Linked DNA regions of Mus musculus: region 1 is linked to region 2. The links are chromatin contacts, called in public Hi-C maps. All regions are on one chromosome and are shown on one strand. The core of a region is the stretch at or near the end of the contact, and the rest is flanking DNA. Distances in the headings are between cores, read along the strand shown.

Region 1 (3,940 bases), core at 1,202-3,701, 240 kb after region 2:
GCATCAGGTGACATGAGTCTCTTCCTCCAGACTATTTTGTGCATTTCCTTCTCCACAGGGACAACTTTTGATGATGCTTTATTTACATGTCAGTTTCAGATGACACAGGTCCAAGCAGACACCAACACAGCATTTCAGAACAAGCCACACTGAGTCACCACCAGCAAAGGAGGACCAATAATGATGCAGTGGATGCCAAGTTAAGCAGGAAGTGTGTGGGCACAGGTGTATGGGAAAGAATCCCAGCACTGTGAATAAACAGCTAGGAAGGACAGCGAACGCTCTGAGAAGACTGAGACAGAGGGTAAGGCATGCAACTCAATGGCAAAAGATAAAAGAAAGAAAGTAAGAGCATGCATGTGGTGACTACATAGAGCGGGAGGAGAAAGAAAAACAAGAAGTAGATGTTGATAGATTCTCAAAACAGAGGCAGGAGGAGAGACAAAGATTCCCAGTGAAGACAGTTAGAATACAAGCTTTGTGGACCAGAAGTTCTGGTTGTCTCTCAGTGTCTTAAGACTGCCCATTCAGCACGTCTAGTGGAACTCCATATGCAAGAATCTCATTCCTTGTTTTAGTACAACAACAAAATCTCTCCCATCCATCGATTCTGCAACCTCTTCTCTCATGAGACCTCAACTATATCTTGCTAGTCCTTGGAAGCATGCTTAACAACAACAACAACAAATAACAACAAAATAACCTATTGAGATTAGCCTAATTTTTAAAAAAACAATTTAAAATTGTTGACTTCATGGCAAAGAAGCCAGTAAGTAAGGGAAATATTTAGCCAATTCTTTAAAGATGCTTCTAGCTACCAAGGATAAAGATGCCATAATTATACTGCTGTGGTCAAGCAACAATTTCTACTAGGGTGACTGGACACTTGACAGGTGATATCTGTGGTCATATCTATCTGAGAACTCTGTTCTTTCTTCTTCCAGTTTAGCTTGCCAAGGCAAAGAAGAAGGCAACAGCAGCAGTAGCAAGACTCACAAGGGCAGCTGTAAGGTCATGGTCACATTTGATCGTCTTGCCACAGGAGAGGTAGAGGCAGGGAAGAATGCTTCCAGGAACTCTATTTATAGTCTGTGGTGGGAGACAACGTTTCCCTTCATCTCTTTGTACTTTCTGTGATCATATTATCTTTCTAACCCTTATCAAAAGTCTGGTTTTCCAAATACGTACAAATACACATCTTACAATGATATAAGCCTGCCCATAAAGACAATCCAGCCCAATATCTTTTCACATTTGGTCCCTCACTTAAAAGATAAAAGAATAGGTCCCTAAAAATGACAGAAATCATATTCCTTCATTTGGTCATTACATTTACAATGGTGTGTACCTTTCTTTTTCTCCTTGGTGAACAGTTCCAAACTACAGAGATGTTAGGAACCGAACCAAAGACTAGGTAGGTCAACCATTTCCAGGAGACTGCTGAAAGTCATATCCTGGGATAAAGCCAAGAGTAAATGCCAATCAAATGAAACCTCCATCCAAAGCCCCTTAGAAAATCGGAAATGACATAGAAAGATACAGGAAACAGGAAGAGCTAATCCTAGGTACAGCACTTCCTCTCTGACAGAGAGAGATTTGGAGTCTTTGTGTAGAGCTAATGTTCTTCGTCTGTACAAGTAGATGGTGCTCCAGGAGCAAGGCCAGGTGGCCATGAATTCTTGGCCAAGAACTCTCTAGCCATTGCTTAAATATTTTCAGTGTCCCCCACACTTAAACTTTGCCATTGCTGGACAGCTCCAGTGACTCTAAAGCTGTTCTCAAGATCTGAGCCAGGAACATTTATTTGTCTTCTCTTTACTCCATATCTCTGAGCGTCACACTTCCCTTTACATCAGCAAAGCTTACTCATACATCCTGTTGTTCCTCCTTCAGTCCAAGCCTTTGCATTATTTTTACGAGATTTCCCCACCTCCCCAGACAATCAGATTCTAACTACACTCCCCAGTTTTCTTCTCATCTAAATTATTCACAATTGTATTCAGAATTGTGTGTGTGCAGTGGCCTGTCTTTTGGAGTGGTTGTTGTGAAAGCTGAAATGACATTCGGTCACAATACAAAGGCACATCATACATTCTGAAGTGCAGCGAGGGTATGAATCAACAGCCAAACGTATACTGCAATAGTCTTCCCTGTCTGGGTTGCCTTCAGATCACCACCGCATAGAACAAGATTCAACAACGGCACAGGAAAAGTGGATGTGGCAAAACATCCACTCACTGACTAAGTTCTGCAGGCTCGGTCCTTCCAGATTAAGTTGAGACAAATTTTGCTTGAAGAAAATTTCAAATCTCAGTGAGTCATGACTATTTGGGTGGATTTAGAATGCTTGAGCTCACAAATGTCAAATTCACAAATGTTAAAGGCCTGCAGCAGATGTGACTGAAGTCAGGCAGGAAATGAGTAACTCCAGATGGACGCAAACAATAGCGAGCTGTGAAGGTTATGTGTAACTGGGAAGGGATAATATAACCACAGCAAACATTAATACAGCAGATACTGTGTATAGCATGGCTTGAAAGGCTTTATGTGTATGGACCTGTTTGCCCTGCAGAGTATCCTATAACTCCTCATTCCCACTTGAATCTATGGTTGAAAAGTGGGGAAACTAGAGAAGACTAAATCCTCATTTGTGCTCTTCGGGAGAAAAAGGAAGAGCCAATGTCTCACCCAAGATGCTAAATGTTTGAGGCTGAACATGGAGAATGCAGACTTCCTCCATGCCTTCATAGTCTGAGGAAGTGAAAAGTAACTTTGTTCTTCTATGCTATTTAATTTCCTAAGGAGGAACTCCTAATAAACATGAAATCATTTCTACCACAGATGACTTATAAAGTACTTGTAAGACTTGTTGATTTTTACAGATAGTCTGTTTTGATATGAACATGGAACATAGTACAGAGGCACAGAGAGAAGGAAAAATAGTAGTTTCTGTTTTGGCCGTTATAGGACACAGATTCAAGCCAAGTTTTCTTACCCAATGACTAACTAGGGTTCAGAAACATATCCTGTGCTTATCTGGAATATCGTGAGGCAGTATTATGTATGCATTTGTAGTCTTTCTTTCCTTGTTTCTTCTGTTTTTCACCTGGGTTTTTAAACAGAGTCCCTTCTCTAAAATTTAGTCTCACCTGTAAAACCAGCAAAGAGAATAGTTTGGCTGATGCTAAGGATGTAGAGCAAGCAGCAGTGCCAGCAAATATGAAACTGAAAGAAGCCAAAGGCTTTTGTAGCTAGCTATGCTGCAAATGCCATTAAGAGATAAGTTATAGGAGATACAAATAGTACTTAACACAAATATCTTAAAACATGCTGTATTTAACATGTTTCTTCAATGTTTGTTCCTACACCTCACTTCTGACCCTCATCTTTTCCAACTTGGTCCCTTCCATTACCTACATACCCATTTTCCAGGTTGCATGTTTCGTCCCCTTCTAATTTGTGCATCACTCTTTGGTATGAAATGCAGAAACAAAACAAAAACAAACAAACAAACAAAAAACAAACAAACAAAAAGCACCCTTGCTGTTGACCAAGTCAGTCTTTAGCATCATTCTCCTGATAAAATATTTGAAGTCTATGAAACAATATTATTCCAGAACTAAAAACAAATAAGAATGTCAAAAGTACAGACCAATATCTCATAAACCCAGATGCAAATGTCATTCTTTTGAACACTAGTAAACCGATCCCAACAAAATATAAAAGTATGATTATATACCACAAAACTTAAAGGTTGTTCCAACATGAAAATCACTCAACAGGACATATTTTTTTTTGATTTTTTTTCCATTTTTTATTAGGTATTTCGCTCATTTACATTTGCAATGCTATACCAAAATTCCCCCATAGCCACCCACCCCCTCTCCCCTACCCACCCACTCCCCTTTTATGGCCCTGGCGTTCCCCTGTACTGGGGCAT
Region 2 (3,898 bases), core at 610-3,109:
AGATAGGTGCTCTCTAATCAGAGATAGCACATCATTTGTGATTAGTTCCGGGAGTCTGTATGCCTTTCTTTCATTGGCCCTGAGTTGAAAGCAGGGAGGGTAGACACAAGAACAATGTAAAGAGGGGGACAGTCACTAACCAAGTCTGAATGCTCCTGGCCCATTGCTGCAGAGAGTGTGCCTTTACAACCTGAAATGGCTGCTTTGGGAATTGTGGGTCGGAGTTGTATTGCCATGTGAAATCTGACCATTTGTACATGGCATCTCATATCCCTCTACCATTTACAAATACAAGGACCCAGCTTTGGACCAGGGGCTTACTTTCTTTCCACCTTTCACTATTTTCCTTTCTATAGCATTCTACTCATTGCTACCAAGCTTTTGAGTGCAGTTCCCTGGGGATAAACTTGCCCTATGTCTTTGTTGACCATGGGAATACAACCCCAACATCATGGGTATCTTCTACCCTATAGTGCTGTCATTCCATTAATTGGACAAGGCTTGCTTCAGATGACTGTTTCCTCTGAACTCCTGTTTCATTTATAATTTGTGTCACATCATTAAACACTTAACTATAAAGTGTTTTAACTGATTCTCATTAATTTGTGCATGTTAAGCTTATCTTCCCAAGTTGAAGTTGAAGGCTCATGCCTGCTCTGGGGTTTCACAATAGCTTGCAGTGCTGGCTCAGTCTATATAGTAAATGTTTTGTGGATAACTATCAATTGAATAGTTTTTGTACGTATCCCTTACCTGAGGGGCTGCTCCAAATCTAACTATATCATTTTCCCGTCATTATTCCAGGTGTTATCTTCAGCACTAATCCCTCTATATATCTTGAGTAAGAAGATATTGTGCACTAAATTTCCAAAGTCTAAGACACTCTTCTCTCACATCAGTAAAAATGTTAAAAGGAGAAAGGACTGTAGTGATTTGTTTCTAACTTGCACGCCCTGTATAACAGTGGACCTTCTGAATAATCCATGAGAAATATATTGGTTTTTTTTTTTTTAAGAGGAAAGTTGTTGGGTCCTACAGGTCAGAAGAAAATAAGAGGCTAGTGGCTGCTTACACATCCTGGGAACATCAGGACTCTGGTGGCAAACTTGGAAATTTGAATCAAGAGCTGTATTAGGATGGACACTTTTCTACTGAGGATTCTGTATGTGTAAGAAGACATCAAAGTGTGGTATGTGGAGTAGAATCAGGAAAGAACACACATACACATACATCATATAGTATGTAGAGAATGTAGTAATGTGTGTACATATAGAACCATATTTATTCATAAAGCTCTTTCTAGCTGGGGAAATTTACTGATACACTGAAGTTACTCATATCAGCTCATTCAAGCAAAATAGTCAATATTCAGGTTTCATAATTAGTTGTTATACCACTGGTAACCAGAAATCAGCCATATTGGGAATACTTACACCAGGCAAATTAGTCAATTATACAAGTCAGGGCTTTCTTTGTCTGAACTTAGTTGAGGTAGTTGCTTTCTGGAACACCATCAATGAAAAGACCTAAAAAATCCTGGGACTTCCACACAAGGTTAAAGTCTGATCAAACCTTGAAAGAACTGGGGTCCAAAAACAAGCAGTGGCTTGCCTAAGATCACATACCTGTCCTGATAACAGAGAGGCTGAAGAAACAGCCATGTTTCTGACCCTCCTTCACTGCTTTCTGGAAATGGAATCTGATTGTTCACAATGGCATCAACTTCTTTCTTCTCTTCATTTCAATGAAAGTTCCTGCTGGTAAGGCCAGATCGCTCTTTTGTGTCAGAGCCCAGCTCATAAAATGCTATTAAGTGAATTACTGATGACCTAATTCCCAGCTGCAGGACACATTCCATTAGGGGCAGGCCAGCTGCCAAGACGTGTCAGCTATGACTGGATGGCAGGGTGATTGAAGCTATCCTGCCTGGAGTGGCTGGGCTCTGAAAGTGAGTTCATAGTCGAGAGGGGCAACTCATTTCCCCAACATCATACCCACATTGTCTTCTGGGAACCCTCTTCATCAGCTTCAAAGAGAACTTTTTCGAAATACCAACACACATTACAAAAGCAACTAGAAGTAGTGTTATTCTGTGCTAAGAGTTTAAAACAGTGCAAATTCAGTCATCACTGATTGAATAATGCTGCATTTTTTTTCTTCTCTCCATGCCATGACTTCTTTTTCTTAACTTTTCTTTCTTTTTTTTTTTTTTTTTTTTTGCCAAAGCTATGCTGTCAGGTTGTCCATTTTCCTTCCATTTTCTTTACATTGTTCTTCTTCTTCTTCTTCTTTTTTTTATTTATTTGGTGTGCCTGAGGGATACTGCACACATGCCCCAGTGTACATGTCGAAGTCAGATGACTGCTCGAATAAATTGGTTCTTTCTTTCCCCTCTGTGGTAACGAGGGATCAAACTCAGGTGATCCGGTGTTTCATCAAGCACCTTTACCCACTGAGCTATCTTTCTGGCCTCAGATTTTATTTATTGTTTTTAAATTACAATGAATTCTTCAAAATAGCAAAGCACAAAAGAGTAAGAGCAGTGATAGAACCTAGTGGGGAAACCCTCCACTCAATTCCCGATTCGGCATGCACCCAAAAAATCACGAAGGACCATCTTGATGTAATTACATGAGGTCGTTTAATTATGGAGCTCCGGACCTACATGCATCCCACACAGGAGATAATGGATGTCGGCCACGAGGCTCGGAAGCTAGGGGTTTTTATGAGGTAAGGGGCTTAGGGGTGTGGAATTCAGCATAGCGACACACTATTGGCTTATTCAAACTTCAGCAAAAAAATTACATGTACGTGCAGGGTGTCAGAGTTCTGTGAGTTGTTGACTCCAGTTTAGATAGCCCTCTTATGTCTTCACATTCCTCTTTATCTTTAAGATTAAGCTGTTCCCAGGTTTGTTTTTCTTTTTTCTCAGCCCCAGGCAGCCTCTAGGCTCACAAGCAACCAGCAATTTCTGAGTACTTTATATGACTTACAGGTCTTGAAATTTCATCTTTCTTTCAACAGTACAGTTTTTTTCACTTTGCATTCATCTCACCAGAATTTATAATCCCAGCACTCAGGAGGCAGAGGCAGGCAGATTTCTGAGTTTGAGGCCAGCCTGGTCTACAAAGTGAGTTCCAGGACAACCAGAGCCACACAGAGGAACCCTGTCTTGAAAAACCAAAAAAAAAAAAAAAAAAAAAAGAGGAAATCGGTATCTACTAGGTGAGTCCCAAGTGGGCCATTTTATAGTTGATACTTTTTTTCAGAATCGGTACAAGGGTGAAGTAAACTATAACACCTTGTAAGCTAGGAAGAAACAAGACAATTATATATGTTGTGCTCAGTGGAAAGTGGGAACGTATTTACGTTCCAAGGGAACTTTGGATTCAGTCAACCATTCCGAAAGAGGAAATGACATAGTGATGTTACAAAGCAGGCCATGGTCAGAAACCTGCACCCAAGGTTGGCTTCATCTCTAGTCAACTTTAGCGTCCTTTTGGCTCTTTGTCAACTGTGAAATGAGAGAATGACTGGATGGTTACCGGGTCCCTTCTAACTCTCAAAAGTTCTATCTTAAACCCAGAAGTCAATCACTGTGCGTCATGGCCTAGCGATCACATGCTCTGCTCTCTTTCCCTTTTCCCTTCATCTTTTCTTCACTCCTTCTGCTTTAGTCTCTAACTTCCTTTTGTTTGGTACTTGTGGTCTCCATTAGTTTATATTTTGTCTTCTCTGCTTCCTCTACTAACGCTGTCAATTAGTCACCACTCACCTTATTATTGTAGTCATTTCTAGATGCCATCACGCAATATTGACAGCTAATTAGAAAAAAAATCCCTGGCACATACTATGTAAGAGCATCCAAGTTCACTGAGATGAGTGTGTGCGGGTGCCT

What was found. A called contact is a pair of places that touch in the nucleus more often than the background predicts.
Region 1: a contact with region 2 is called in a Hi-C map of the C2C12 cell line, with 2.1 times the contacts expected there. The contact joins two enhancer-like sites. A contact is called at or near these places in 1 of 484 Hi-C or Micro-C datasets (the C2C12 cell line) and 1 of 9 other capture datasets (embryonic stem cells).

Annotation. Positions count from the first base shown.
Region 1 is chr16:42,675,045-42,678,984 of GRCm38.p6, forward strand. No RefSeq gene overlaps it. Among named protein-coding and RNA genes, the nearest start is that of Gm29960, 24 kb to the left of the region's middle. Within about 2 kb of position 2,452, at least 48 of the 459 cell types and tissues checked have an H3K27ac peak or open chromatin away from gene starts, as enhancers often do. A contact at or near this core is called in the C2C12 cell line, where this site is marked.
Region 2 is chr16:42,439,157-42,443,054 of GRCm38.p6, forward strand. No RefSeq gene overlaps it. Among named protein-coding and RNA genes, the nearest start is that of Gap43, 100 kb to the left of the region's middle. Within about 2 kb of position 1,860, at least 21 of the 459 cell types and tissues checked have an H3K27ac peak or open chromatin away from gene starts, as enhancers often do. A contact at or near this core is called in the C2C12 cell line, where this site is marked.